Linked DNA regions of Mus musculus: region 1 is linked to region 2. Evidence: chromatin contacts called from public promoter capture Hi-C data. All regions are on one chromosome and are shown on one strand. The core of a region is the stretch at or near the end of the contact, and the rest is flanking DNA. Distances in the headings are between cores, read along the strand shown.

The links. Promoter capture Hi-C pulls out the DNA fragments that hold promoters and counts their contacts.
Region 1: a contact with region 2 is called in a promoter capture Hi-C map of hippocampal neurons, with 2.0 times the contacts expected there. The contact joins the enhancer-like site here to the promoter of Ano2 in region 2. A contact is called at or near these places in 4 of 39 promoter capture datasets (hippocampal neurons, second pharyngeal arch cranial neural crest, stem cell-derived epiblast-like cells and 1 more), 1 of 115 datasets of contacts at active chromatin or transcription factors (embryonic stem cells) and 1 of 9 other capture datasets (embryonic stem cells).

What each region holds. Positions count from the first base shown.
Region 1 is chr6:125,849,391-125,857,226 of GRCm38.p6, forward strand. All of the region lies in intron 10 of Ano2 (anoctamin 2), which reads left to right. Among named protein-coding and RNA genes, the nearest start is that of Gm24947, 31 kb to the right of the region's middle. Within about 2 kb of position 2,026, at least 1 of the 459 cell types and tissues checked has an H3K27ac peak or open chromatin away from gene starts, as enhancers often do. A contact at or near this core is called in hippocampal neurons, where this site is marked.
Region 2 is chr6:125,684,964-125,692,074 of GRCm38.p6, forward strand. It overlaps Ano2 (anoctamin 2), which reads left to right and starts at 5,656. Exons shown (of 25, transcript NM_001364562.1): 1 at 5,656-5,781. The coding sequence starts at 5,760. Vwf (Von Willebrand factor) reads left to right here. Exons shown (of 52, transcript NM_011708.4): 51 at 847-944; 52 at 1,388-1,716. The coding sequence ends at 1,576.

The sequences.
Region 1 (7,836 bases), core at 776-3,275, 160 kb after region 2:
ATCCCATAATCAGCTTCCAAACGCTGACACCATTGCATACCTTAGCAAGATTTTGCTGAAAGGACCCAGATATAGCTGTCTCTTGTGAGACTATGCCGGGGCCTAGCAAACACAGAAGTGGATGCTCACAGTCAGCTATTGGATGGATCACAGGGCCCCCAATGGAGGACTTAGAGAAAGTACCCAAGGAGCTAAATGGATCTGCAACCCTATAGGTGGAACAACATTATGAACTAACCAGTACCCCGGAGCTCTTGACTCTAGCTGCATATGTATCAAAAGATGGCCTAGTCGGCCATCACTGCAAAGAGAGGCCCATTGGTCATGCAAACTTTATCTGCCCCAGTATAGGGGAACGCCAGGGCCAAAAAGGGGGAGTGGGTGGGTAGGGGAGTGGGGGGTGGGTATGGGGGACTTTTGGGATAGCATTGGAAATGTAAATGAGGAAAATACCTAATAAAAATTAAAAAAAAATTCAAGAAGGTAGGGTCATTTTGTTGAACAGAGTCACTAATTTGTTGGGGAATTTGAACCAGGCCAGTATGAAAGTACTGTGAAGGTTGTATACCAAGTGAAGCACTCAGCCAGGGGTGTGAAGGCAGCTGGAATTTATCTTGTGCACACTAAGGAACAAACCTTGGTGACTTTTCCTACTCCTGATATAATGGTCAATAATCTTGTCTTAGATGAAAATTTACTTAGCTTTGATATCTCCATCTGCCAAATAAGGGTCAAGTTGTGGATCCTCATGCTAAAGAACTTTGAATTTTGAAATCTGTCCCCCAATTTTTTTGTAACTGGTGCTGCTATTGCTGTTGCTGGTGCAATGATGGTGCTAATATATTATTATTATTATATTATTATTATTATTATCTCATAAGATTAGGTTTCTGTTTGTGGCATTGCCTTGTTGATCTGCCTTGTTGGTGGTGATTTTTGACAACTCTTGTAATATCCCTTACCTACGCTCCTTTACTCTATAAAAGAACAGAATTATAGGAGATCTAACTTTCAACTCCATTCATAACATTTTATGTTTGATACTTGAACTGTGTGCTATTGGGGTCCTGACATAAGGATAGTTGAGGACAGTAAAAACCAATAGGGGATGGAAAGTGTGCTCTAAAGAGCAGCAAACAGGGAGATGGTTAGTTAGCACCCCTGCTTCTTCAGGGGCACGAAGAGGGAGGCATATACAATCCAAAGGAAGCTATGCTCAGGTGATTAAAATGACCCCCCAGTTGGAGCTGTTACACTGGCTCCTTTTTAGCTAGAGAGCTGGAAATGATTAAGGCCTCACTGTCTAATTCCTTGGCCAAGCTAAAGGTCAAAGAGCCCAGAGAGCCACTTGGTGCAGCCTGTGGATGTGAGGCTCTGTGACACAAAGAATATGGACAAGGGTCCCCTGGATCCCCATGGACTTCATTTCCAAAGTGAGGCTGACTCCTTGGACATTGTGTGAATATTATGAGGATGTGACTTTAAGTAGAAATGTTATGTATTTGGATATTACACGATTAAATTCAGTGACAATCTTATATAAAACTCCCTTCATAAAGACAAATGCATTCCTTTTTAAGCAAATGTGGCACATGATGTTTATGTTCTCACATTAAATTATATAAGAAAGAACCCACGATATTCTAACATATATTTTTAAATACCAGAGTATGTCATCTTTCGTTTGGAGAACGATGTCTATAAAACAAAGATTCAAATTTACTATCATATTTCACCATGAAAGTAGACAAACTGCCCCACTTTTTAAATAATAAAATAGTTCATTTATTTTACTTTGTTTTTAATTTAGTTTTGAGAATTTAATGTCAAATGAATGTAATCATATCTGCCCCCATTTTCCTTCTTAACACACCCAGATACCAATGACACATTTTTATTCCAATGAAATATCCTCCTCTTCTTTAAAAAAAAAAAAATACAAAGCCCAACTAGTACTGAACATACGTGAGTGGGTGTGGTGTCTGCCATCCATTGGCGTATGGCCAATTTATCTGTAGGCACACCCCAATGAAGAATGATTCTCCTTCTCCCAGCAACTATTAACTTCAAATAGCTCCTCAGTTATGAGCACGGCCTTATGGCTCCCTCCCCCCCACATCCATGCAGGAATTTTAGATGACTTGATCTTGTGCAGGTCTTGTGTAGGTAACCACGGTTCCAATGAGTTCATCAGTGCAGTGGACATGGTACATCCAGAAGACAGTAGTTTATAGACGTCCTCCCCATCCTCAGACTCTTTCTTTCTGCATCTTCTTCAGTGATAGTCCATGAACTTTGGTGGAGGTGAAGAGCTGATAACAATGTCCTATTAGGGATGTGCACTCAAGGGTCATTGATTCTTTAACACTTTTATCAATTATGAATCTTGGCACTGACTGCTTAGCATTGATTGCTACCCACTGCACAAAGAAAGGTCTCTAACCAAGGTTGAGAATAGCCTAGGTCTGTGAGTATAAATGTAACTAGTAGGCTGCTTGAAAAGATCATTTAGCAAAATAACGACAGTAGGTTACCTGCTAGAATTATGTAACAAACACTGTTGTTGAAGACACCAAACATGATGGCTTCAGAACACAGAGAAATCAAGCTCTAGCCCACAGGGAGCTGTCCTCTCTGCTGACTGGCTGGCTTTCGTTCTGCCAGAAAGTGCCACTCAAGCTTCCTGGAAAGGAGATGGATCAGTGATCTTACGCAGTGCTGGAGCCCGAATGCTGTACTGATAGGCACTGATACAAGAGTGCCATGACTACTATGAGAGAACCAACTACTTTATGATCGCTTTTGGGGTCTGTTCCATGGGAGGAAATCCATGCCTACTACTGTAAATCTGATCAAAAGTACAGCCTTTAAAAACAGAAATTTGTTATGTTTGCCTTTTGAGTTAAACACCTGGCTGATTTACCTAAGTAGATTTCACTCTCCAGATGATGAGCAAAAGAGAAAGGTTTAGATTACCATTGCAAAGACTTCTTAGTATGGTCTTCCTAGTAGGGTGAATAGAGTCAGTTTAGCTCCCAATAACCGATCGATCAGCCAACTGTGTCCAACGATCATATTATCTTCCTTCATTTTAAGCACTGTGTTTCGGAACAAAGGTGCCTTTCCATGTAGTATGATTTTTTTTTGAGTTACATTCAAGTATTTACTTTCTATTATAATAACCAAATCCTAAGATAATGAGAAAATAAGGAGACAGAGGCCCTACAATCTCATTTGAGAGTACACTACCCCCAGTGTCCCAAAGACCACCCTCTAGGCCTCAACTCCTAAAGCCCCCCAATATTACTATGGGCTGGAGATGAAGACTTCAGTGCCTGAACCACGCGGAAATACTTCAGATCTAAACTGTAGCAGCACACATGCCTCTTTGTGAATACCTCATGCAGGCCAGTTTGTGGAGTTTGTTCTTCCCATCTCCACGCTCTACGCTTCAGTGCTATATCTCGCCATCAGTGTTCCTTATGTTTCCATCTTTATTTAAAGATTTTTTTCCTGGGTACGAAGTAAGCAATATTTAAGGATGAGAATAAAAACACTGTAAAATGGCCAAAACCACCAGGCGATAAGTGATCGCGGGCTGGGCACGAGCATGTGTCTCTAATCACCACTTGACACACACTTGGAAGCTCATGCTATTCACTCAAACAGAAGATGCTGAAAGACCTGCTGTATTTATTGACTTTTTGCAAATAGAAATTGGAACTGATACCATCACTGCCTTTGTGATATAAACCCTTTTTTTGGAAATCAAAGGGCTTTATAAACTATTGGATGGAGAAATTCATTTTAGACAATCCTTGGTTTTCCTTCCAGTCTTTTATTAAAATGGAAAATAGATGGTAATGATGTTTAATCTTGGAAGCTTAAGGCTATGTTCTCATCTACTCTGTCACTTAGAAGACTCGTGTCATAGGTAGAGGACAGGTTGACGTCAGCTGGCCTTGAGTTGGACCCTGAGTTCATGTTAGCTCTATTGTCTTACATACTGTACGATGCCCTCAGAGTTCATACAAATCAGAGTTCATCCTGGCAATTTTTGTATGCACCTCCTCTCTGTCTTCCCCCTCTCTGTGTGACAAGCTGGGCATCCATTAAACAAACACTGTGCTTCTGTGAGGTATCTGGCATACTCTTGGCACTAAAGGACGGGAAGTCTCCACTTTCATGGGGGCTTCCATCTTAACCGTGGAGATGGAGTAAAGCAGAAACGGAGGAAAGAGGGTAGGGTAGTGAGCTACATTAGGAGTGAGCTTGGTGCCACTGAGGTGGGATGAGTGCACAGGGCTGTCGGAGGTGGTTTGGGTTAGCCAGAAGAAGTGAAGAAATGAGCAGAGGCACAAGCAATGGCCTGGACCCCAAGGTAGGAACAGATGTAGTGTGTTTAAGGAATAGTATGGAGCCCCACTTGTTAGGAGCAGAGCAGAAGATGGGCTCCAGGTCAAATGAGGCCTTATAGGTCAGGAAAATAATTTGGGGTGTTTTATTTTTTATATGGGAAAAAGAAAATTATCTTAGGAAGAGGAATGTCACACCTGATGGAATTGTGAAAGAATTCTCTCAACTCTATGCAAAAAGACATCACAGGGAGAGGAGAGAAGCAGAGAGGCCATTCACCCTGGGCTATGATTCAGGTTATAGAAGTTATTATAAAGGCTCTCCAAGATCTAAAAATAGATCTATATGACCCAACTATACCAGTTTTGGGTATATACGCAAAGAAACCTAAGTCATAATATAACATAAATACCTGCATATGCATGTTTATTGGAACATGATTCCTAATAGCCAAGATTTGGAACCACTGTCTATGAGTAGTAGAAATGAGACAGGCTTGGGACTGTAAGGTCCAGACAGTGAGTGTCTCACACCATGGTCTCTGCTGAGAGTGAGGTTTCCTACCCTCTTCTATCCACAGTAGCAGTTCGCTTCCCCCTTTGCCTAAAAACTGTTATGTGAACCAGATAATGGGGGCACCCTTGAGAGAAAAGATAACACTCTGACTTTTTAAGTTGACTGAGAGGTAGACCAAAGAAACTACTAGTGAAAAAATATCTGACGGAAACAACTTTAGAGAGCAAGGGTTTACTGTAACTCACAGTTTCAGGGGCTCTGTCCATGTTTAAGTGGCACTGCATATGGGCAGAATACCATAGTGGCAGGAACATGTGGAGGAGAACTGTGCTCTTCGTGACTCATCAGGAAGCAAAGAGAAAGTCAGGCATGACCAGGAATAACATACCCTAAGGACCCATCCCATTGGCCTACTTCTTCAATTAGGCTTCATCCCTAAGTTTCACCACCAACTGAGAACCATGGATTTAAACCATAATCTTTGAGGGATAGAACGCATATTCAGTGTACAATAGAAGCTATTGAGTCAACCTGGACTGTTTTTGCACATGCAATTCTAACTTTTGCCTTACACTAATGTTAACTTGCTTTTCTAAGGTTCAGAAAGCAGAGAGGGCAGGCATACTTACCACGAAGTTCTCCACTCAAGGCTGGGCATGCAATACTACTAAATGAATGTCACACTCCCTTCATTGCTCTTTAATATTGGCTCCTTACAAACTGCAGTCCACTTATATTGTCCCAGAGAAATGTATAAAGAAGGACATAAAGAATTAGAATTTAAGAACAGTGTTAGTCCCATCCCTGGGTCTTACCAGGGAGGGAGTTTTGTTGGCTTGCCTGGCTTTTGTGGCTGGAAGTCTCCCCATCCCCATAACCCCAGCATTGGTTATAAGTTTATTATAAGTGTGCACTGTGTTGTTGACTTTCTTTTTTAGGGTGGGATTTGAGGCTTTAGCTCAGGGCTCCGCACTTGTGTGGCAGATGCTTTCCAAATCAAACGGTCATTTCAGTGTCTTAAACGGGTCAGAAGAAAGGTCAAAATTATTCCTGTCACCCGTCAGGCTGATGGGCTGGGGTAGGGTTGGAAACAGAGGTTGTCTCTGGACTTCACCCTGTTGGCATTTTTCATGGAATTAAACCAACAAATTAAACCTTTTGTATTTATTGGTCAACTGGTTATTTTATTCTATTCAGTGTTATCTTCAAGTCTTTTGCTCACTTCTCAGTTGGGTCATCTGTCTTTTTCTTACTGACAGGTAGAAGTCCTTTGTATACTTTAGCTTAGACACCCTGTGTTGACCATCTTCATGAGAACATCTTTCCCCAGTATGTTGCCTGCAGTGTCCCTCAGTCATTGTGTGTGAGCAGAAGTTCTTCATGTTAATCCAGAGTGAAGTGATATGCCCAGTAACCATTAGCATGTGTTTATCTACAATGCTCTCATAAACCTAGCTCATCTAACTTTCATACTAACAAAATTTGAAATGAGGGTAAACAAAGGTAAGAGAAATGGAGACTCCATCTCAGGGAATGGCAGGAGCAGCGTGCCTATGCAGCCCTTGCTGTTCCAGAGGCTGTGTTCTGGGCTCTTTTGTGTCCCCAAAGGTGCTAGCAGACATCTCATAGACAAGATGCAGTTCTTGCACATCTATTTGACTTCCACAATTGAATATAAATAAATTGAGTTGGTTGGTAACACGATTATTGATTTATGCATTTGTGTCCACTCCCTTCCCCTTGCTTGTTTTTCTAGTTGAGGGAGAGGCTCAGGTTACTAACTCAAAACACTGTGTTTCAAATTCAAGTATCTAATGCCTTAGCTTTCCCTCTAAACACGGTTCTGATGGCACCATGCAAAGTTTGGTGTGTTGTGGTTTTCACTCAGTTGAAATATTTTCCTGTTGTCTTTGTCATGTCTTCTTTGATCCGTGAGTTGTTTAGAAGGGCATTGTTTAATTTCCAACTCTTTGGGGATTTCCCCCACATATCACTCTCCTGGCCATTTTCAGTTTAATTTAGTTGTGGTCATGGAACAAAATATTTATTATTTCAAGCAATCACATTTGTTAAATTCATTTTATGGCTCAGAATCTGGTCTATCTTCCTGACTGAGTATTGAGAAGGGTAAGTAGCTGTTGTTATTTGGTAGAAAATTCTATACATGTAAATTAGACTGGCTTGCCTTAGGCTGGCTTTAATGTCTTCCCGACTTTATGGCTAGTTGTCTTCTCATTTATTAAAACAGGGATATGGGTGTCACTCCACATGGCCTCTGACTTACAATAGTTCGGCTTAATGTTTTTTTTTGTTGTTGTTTTTGTTTTTTCAGTTCACGATGCTGTGAAAATGACATGAGTTCAATAGAAATCATACTGCGGACTTTTCCTAAATAATGATATAGAGAACTATAATATCATATTTTGCAATGTGGGAGGCAGTAGCAGCAAGCATACCTTCCATCAGCCAGGCAATCCTGAGGGCAAACAACGACATCCCACAATGAAACCTACTGACAAGCTGATGAGACTCAGCTGACAGCGTAATCAAATGCATTTTAAGCTTAGAATGTTTTGCAGCCTGCATATTCAGGTGTGGCTCCATTGTAAGTTGAGGAATAGTGGTAATTTCTATTTGAAGACTTGCTTGTCATCCTTTAGTTTTTATCTATTTTTACTGCGTGTATTTTGAAGATGTACACACACACTTAGGTTTATGTGATTTTGGTGAAGTGGTTGTTATGTTGTCTCCTCCTATATCCTGGTAATAGTCTCTTTTATTTTGAAGTCCGCTTTGTCTTAGCTTTTTAAAATTACTGTTTGTATAATATATTCATACTTACGATCTTTTTATGTCCAAATATGCCTTTCTATTTAAATTATATTTCTTATAAAAATATATGGCTGAGTTTTACTTTCTTTCCTAACTTCACAATCTCAGCCTTTTGAGTTATTTGAACCATTC
Region 2 (7,111 bases), core at 4,406-6,905:
CAGGAGGCTGTAAGCTTTTTATAAAGAAAATAAACTAAGCTCAAGAATTGAAATCTACAGCAAGAGAACATTGCATATTGGCTCCAAATTTGTTTTCTTGTGCAGTTGGAAGACTTTCCCATTAAGATGGAATTCTTTTGAAGTTGGGAGGCAGGCTAGCATGTCTATAGGGCTGGCCTAGATTTGGAGCCATGCCAGGATGGAAAACCATCATGACTCAGGGCAGAGTGGTTAGTTGGTGTTAGACCTTAGACTTGGCATTGAGTCAAGTCAAGCAGAGCTTCAGCTCTTAAGGCCACTGTAGACAAGGATGCTCTCATGCTTGTGACATAGAAGTAGCAACTCTCAATATGACAGTTGCACAAAGGTTCTTAGGACCTTCCTGAGCCTCTACAGAGGAAATGAATATGAATGTGACCATGACATTTGCCTTCTTAGCCAAATATAGTCATGAGCTGATATTAATTCTATTTAGTGGCTACTTCATTGTCCATTAGTTATAGTTATAGTCTGACATGACTACTCTGTCCATGAAATTTAAAATTGTATAAAAGCAACTGTCATCTGTCTATATGACAAAAACACAGTGAGCCTTGGTTCCTTCTGCAATTAAAATTGTACTGTCCAGTGAGCTAATCCCAGTAGCAATGACATCTCTGCATTTGAGGAACCAGGAACAGCTGAGTTGAGCTTGAAGAACTTAGTTCCCTTTCCTGCAACTGATCTTGGTTAGTTGTTGATGGGAAGAGGAGCAGTTCCAACTTAGTGCAGAAGCTGGATGTGGAAAGTGTTCTCTAGAACCCCAGCTAACCAGCCCTCCAATTCCACCTCTTGCCTGATCTACAGGTGAGGAGCCTGATTGCAAAGACATCACAGCCAAGGTGCAGTACATCAAAGTGGGAGATTGTAAGTCCCAAGAGGAAGTGGACATTCATTACTGCCAGGTAAAAAGCTGCGTGACTTCAAGAAGACCTGGGTGGGAAAAGCTAAGTCTCTTTAGTTGTCATCTAGAAGGATCTGGAAAAGTTATAAGGAAGAGAGATACAAGGGACTGTAAGCATTGTTTTTAAAGTGAGTGTTTCATTTAGTGAGTAGAACTGTTTGAGCCCAGAAGAAAGATGAGAACAGATCTATAAAGAAACTGGGGTGTCATTTGTGGAAGATGGGGATTCAGGATCAATCAGTGTGTGTGGAAATTATGGCCAGAGGGGTTTGGGTATGTGTAATAATTGGAGAAAGGAGGCTCACAGTTTCCTGAGATCTACCTTTAGAAGCTGCCTAGCTCCCCCAGGGGTCTCTGGGTAAGGCAGGAGGAGGATATAGGTTGTCCCAGAATCCTGCTGCCCCATCCAGCATTGTGATGCCCCATCTCTCTGCTGCATTACAGGGAAAGTGTGCCAGCAAAGCTGTGTACTCCATTGACATCGAGGATGTGCAGGAGCAATGCTCCTGCTGCCTGCCCTCGAGGACGGAGCCCATGCGCGTGCCCTTGCACTGCACCAATGGCTCTGTCGTGTACCACGAGGTCATCAACGCCATGCAGTGCAGGTGTTCTCCCCGGAACTGCAGCAAGTGAGGCCTGTGCAGCTACAGCGGATTCCTACTGATACCCATGCTATGACCTGGCTATCCAGAAAACCAGATCCCTCCCTTGGGCCTCCTGACCTTTGTGCCCTCCTGGGCCCACAATAAAGGCCAAGTTCTCATCTTAACCAAGGCTGGTTGTGGACTGTGTCTGAAGTCTGAGATGACAGATGTGACCTGAATCTGAGGTCTGAGGCTTGTTTTAAGGGACAAAGCTCATGGTCCCTCTGCAAATACTCCTAGCCCAGTGTCCAGAAAACAGTAGGATTATAGCATCCTCTGGGTGGGAAGGGACAGGGTGAAGATGTCTCTTCAGAAACTCAGCCTGGTGGCCTGAACCTATAAATGTATACTTAAGAACACCCAGTTCTCAAATCTCTCAGTCAGGTTGCTTCTGTGCATGGCAGAGAGGTGGGCCCTGGAAATCAGCTCCTGCTGTCAGGGTGAATGATGACATCATGAAGAGGGATGAGAAATCTATGTACATAGCAGTCCTCGGTCCCAGTGGGAAGTAGGTACCTGTAGATGGGATGCCAACAGATACAGAAGCCAGGTCCCATCACAGGCCAAGTCATAGCAGATGAGCTCTAGGCTCAGAGTCAGACGTGGGCTCTACCTATGGCCCTCATCCAGGTGTACAGTCTTCTACAACTCCTACATGGCTTTCAGACTCAGTTTCCTTATCTGTAAAACTAACATGGTCATCTCAGTCAAAGGATTGTGAGCGTCAATAACTTGTGCTTAGGAAGTGTGAGTGTCCTGGGTGACTGTAAGTGCTCAAATGTAAGAGATGAGCATAAAATGAAAAACCCATCTTCACAGGTGGGAACCAGTGACTCTTACAACATGGGTGGCAGAGTGCTGGGCATCTCCTGCATCCCTGTGGCTGAGATGCTCTGTGTTTTTCGCTTTTTGCCAGCTGCCAAGGCCCTTCCTGCTCCAGCCATCCTTAGTGGAAGGGCAGAGTTAACACAAAGCAGCGTCTAGTTCCTGAATCCCTATGCAGAACCATCACCCTCGGGTACAGGTGGTCTTTCTTGGAAATGTTTTGGAAGAGCGTGCACACTGTGCGGTAGGAAGGGAAGGATTCTAGCTGGGAGGGAGAATAAAGCTGCGAAGACGAAGGGGATGTCCTGGATATGTTCTGGGGGTTTGATGGGTACCAATGTTCATCCCAAGTCTTTTCACATATTTACCTCATCAAAAGTCCTAGACGATGGAGTCAGAAAAGATTTAGACATCTAGTCTGTCTTCTCTCTCTGACCCATGTACGGATAATGAAAATGGCCCAGAGAAGTCAAATGGCTTGCAAAGGTCAAGCAGTGTCTGAATGGCAGGTCCCTGTTCAAAACCCCAGTGCCTTACAGCTAGACAAGAACTCTCGGGCCACTCAGCGCAGAGCACCACAGTTGCTGGCCATCTTCCGTCATTCACATGGGGCTCAGTGACTGCTACATCTCCAGGTTTTTTGCCACCTGCCACTGCCTAGAGCAAACTGCACAAGAAGCTCTGTCACAGGGCACAGGCCATGATGATGCCTAGGTTTGGCAGAGAACTGAGTGGGGTAGACAGAGGGAAGGAAGCATAGATGAATGTTTTATATATCTCCTTAATAATTCAAAGGCTGTCATTTCTCCACATCCCCCCTGCTTCCTAACTTTGAGTCATTGCTAAGGTCAGCCTCTGGAGGAAACCAGATCCAGGGACACGGAATTGGCTGTCACTCTCCTGACTGATCACTTAACATTACCTGAGAACAAGGACAGCTGGCTAGTTTTCTTGTGATCTGCCCTTGGTGGCTGAATGACTATTCTCTTGTGCTATTTCACACACAAAAGCCAAGTCAAGAAAGCCATCTTCCAATTAAAAACACAGGAAGAGGGTCAGGTGGGCGGCCCTACTTTGCTTTTTATTGCTGGGATCAAACAGCTCCCCAAGAAAGGGTTTTTAGTTCAGCTTACAGCTCATAGTCTATCATGAAGGGAGTTCAGGGCAAGAACGCAAGTTGGGAACCTTTGGGTAGGAGCTGATTATATAGCACACAGAGGGGCGCTGCTTACTGGCTTGCTTCCCATGGCTTGTTCAGCCTGTTTTCTTCAAGAAGCCAACACTACCTGCCTAGGATTGGCACCTCCCACAGTGGGCTGGACCCTCTCACATCAATCATTTATGAAGAAAACGCCCCACAGATTTTTCTTAAAGGCAATCTTCTGGAGGCAATCCTTCAATTAAGGTTCTCTCTTCCCAGATGACTCTAGCTTGTGTCAGGTTGACAAAAACTAGTGCACATGTATGTCTCTGTGCATGTCTGTGTTCCTTTACCTAAAGGTTTCCTAAGGGCAGAGTCTGCCCTTGATACTAAGGACCCTATTTTTATGGTCACCTTTAGACCAAATGAGACAGAGTCTTAGCTTCACCTGACAACTTATCATAGCCTAGAGTCATCTGAGGCACTCTTAATTGAGGGATGGCCCAAGTAAGATTGGCTTGTGGTTCTGTCTGCTGGGGACTGTCTGGATTGATGCCTGATGTCAGAAGGCCCAGCCCACTGTGGGTAACACTATCCCCAGCAGCTGGGTCTTCACAGAGCTGAATTGAACTAGAGAGAGCCTGGAACAGTGTTCCTCCATGGTTCTTGTGTCTGGGGTTTTTGCCTTCAGTGTCTGCCCTGACTTCCCTCAATGATGGACTGTGACCTGGAAGTTTATGTATGTTCAATAAACTTTTTCTTCCCCAGCTGCTTTAAAATAGCAGCAGCAGCAGCAGCAGCAGCAGCAGCAGCAGCAGCAGCAGCAGCAACAACAACAACAACCACCACAACAAAACAAACAACAGAAAAGTAACTAGGGTAGCCCTTAAACATGTTTTAGGGGGTGTCATGGAAAAACTCCTTGTGGGAGGATGGAAGAGGGATGGATAGCAGGCGAGTGCCTTTTTAGTAATTTAGGAGTGGAGATGACATGGAGAAGGGTCCCTGGAAGCAGGAAGCAGGTGAAGGAAGGAGAACGAAGGGAAAAAGAGGGAGATGCGAAACTGCAAGGTGTTCTGAGCTGGGACACCAGAGCAGGCAGCCCGCTTTGGAACCTGGGGCACACAGACTGTGGACGCTTCATGTGTGAAATGGATAAATGGAAGTCACTGCCTCATAGACTGGAGGCTGAGACTGAAGTATGAATGCTGGGCAAAGCAAAGCACTTGAGAGACTCCCGAAGTCAAGAGGTTTAGATAGACACCAGCCATTAATCCTCGAGGCTGGACCACGATGCTTTCTGTTTTCTTTCCATTTGGTTGGGTTTCTGCCACTGTCTTCTGTAAAACAGGGGACAGACATCTCTCAGATTCAGCGATCACAAACAGCGTACTTGATGCTGATGTAATGCTTTCCCACCGAGGAGGAGGCATAACATCAAGGAGCGTCATTTGCTTCTGGCATCTTGGAATGTAGCTCACATCCTGGAAATGGCCCTTTGGAGGCTTTCTCTTCACCCCTCCTCTGTCCATGGTCAGGTCCCTAAGCCACTCTAGGAAAGCACACACCACTCTTGTCTCACAGCTTTTAAATTCTAGGCACACTCCTCACTGCCCTAGAGTCTCCTGGGGAAGCTCAAATTAACACATGCCCTCTCCCCTCTGCCCCTTGTCCTTGTGTACACTCGGGGCTGCATGTTTCCCCCCACCCCCTCCAGACCGGAGTAGCCTCATCTTGCTGTTTAAGTCCCTACTACTACTCAGGGCTATAGCCGGCAGACTGGTGCCACAGGAAGGAGGCTTCGCTGGGGACTGGAAACTAATCAGCCAGGCAGTTCATGAGATAATCCGGCTGAATTATCACAGGCGAGCCCGGCTGTGTGGCGCTCACTCAGGCTCCTGAGTGGAGTGGAGGAGCGCCAGCAGCATTTACTCCCTGGCCCGCAGCCCATGCATGACCCCAGCGTGTCTCTGGCTGCACCTGAGAAAGGGATCCTTTCTGGAAGTTGGGCTAGTCTCTGCGAAGGAGGAGCGCAGGGAACTGCCCAGGGAGAGGGATGGATTGGAGGAGGTGGCAGCCGCTGGCGAGGGGCGGGCACGTCCAGACAGAGCTGAGCCGCGATGGAATTAACTCCCTGGCAGCCACATAAGCCTATCCAGAGTGGAGCGAGGGCAGCCAAGGGGCTTGGCATCTGGGGACCAGCACCATGGCGGCCCCTGGGCTGCGAGGTAAGTTTCCCCTCCCCAGGACCCTGGCTCTCAGCATCCCACTAATTGAAGGAAGATGTGGAAGAGAAGGGATTCTAACACCTGTTCTTTGGGATGAGTGACGTCAAGTGGACTTCCCTGAGGTAGGGAAGGTGAGGGTGCCTGAGTAATTCTCTAAAGTCTTATTTTTATTTACATATTTTATCAAGGAGGGGACAAGTGGCAGAGGGCTGGTGTCCCCTCTCAGTGGCTGGTCACCAGTTCTACTTTGCTTCTCCTTGCTACATATAATCTGAGGGTAAGTAAGACCGTAGCCAGGTTGATCTGACAGTGCACTGAGGACACAGCATCCCTGTGGCCTCTGACACGAGCCACTTTCCTTGGGTGCAGGCAAGTACAGGTATGACATTTTCACAAGTGTTTTTTTTAGAAGAAAGGCAGACTGAGGTAAGGTTTGGGGGCACCAAGGATGTTATTTTACTGTGCCTTGAAAATCAGATCTATTGGGAGCTTGTCTTTGCTTGGGGTGGGAGTTGCTGGCTATTTTGTTGTTGGAGTTGGAATGAGAGGTGCCTGTGGCTTGGGAGTGAACAAGGTGAAGGGATTTGCAGGCAAGTGTTAGTCATAGTCCTACAAACAGATATTTCCAGGGATTATGTGGGCCCTGGCCAGGGAGGGAGGTCCTACTGAGGATGGTCAGACGTTAGCCCACAGGCAAGTGGCAGGTGGTAGGAGAATCTTAGACAAGATGTGTGTATGAGTATGTACATATGTGTATATGTGTACACATGTGAGTATATGTGTTTATGTTCTTGTGTATGAGTATGTATGTATATGTGTGTATGAGTATGTGTGTATATGACTGTGTGTATAAGTATGTATATGTGTGTGTATGAGTGTGTATATGTATGTGTGTATATGTATGTGTGTATATATAAGTGTGTGTATGTATATGTGTGAATGAGTGTGTGTGTGAGTGAATGAGTGTGTATGTATTAGAGTTGTAGAAACTGTTTCTTAAGATGACAGTGACACTCTTTGATCCCTTCACCTGTCTGAATTTTGAGACCTGACACCAGTCCCCTCAAGGAACCTCAGGGTCACTCTGCACCAGCTGCTAGACATCAAGGGCCCATGTGGTTCTGTTACTGTTCTGCCAGGCACTGCCATGCTGGTCTCTGAAGCCCCAGGAAGGCCCTGTTCAGCAGCCTCTTCTGTCCCCTGGTTGCCTCTATGTGTCTTAGCACCACAGTGGTAGCTGATTGAAGAGGTTGAACGGGGGTTGGGGGTGGGTTCCAGACACCAACCCAGGTCCAGCTCTTCTCTTATTTTCTGAGGATCTGATTTTTTT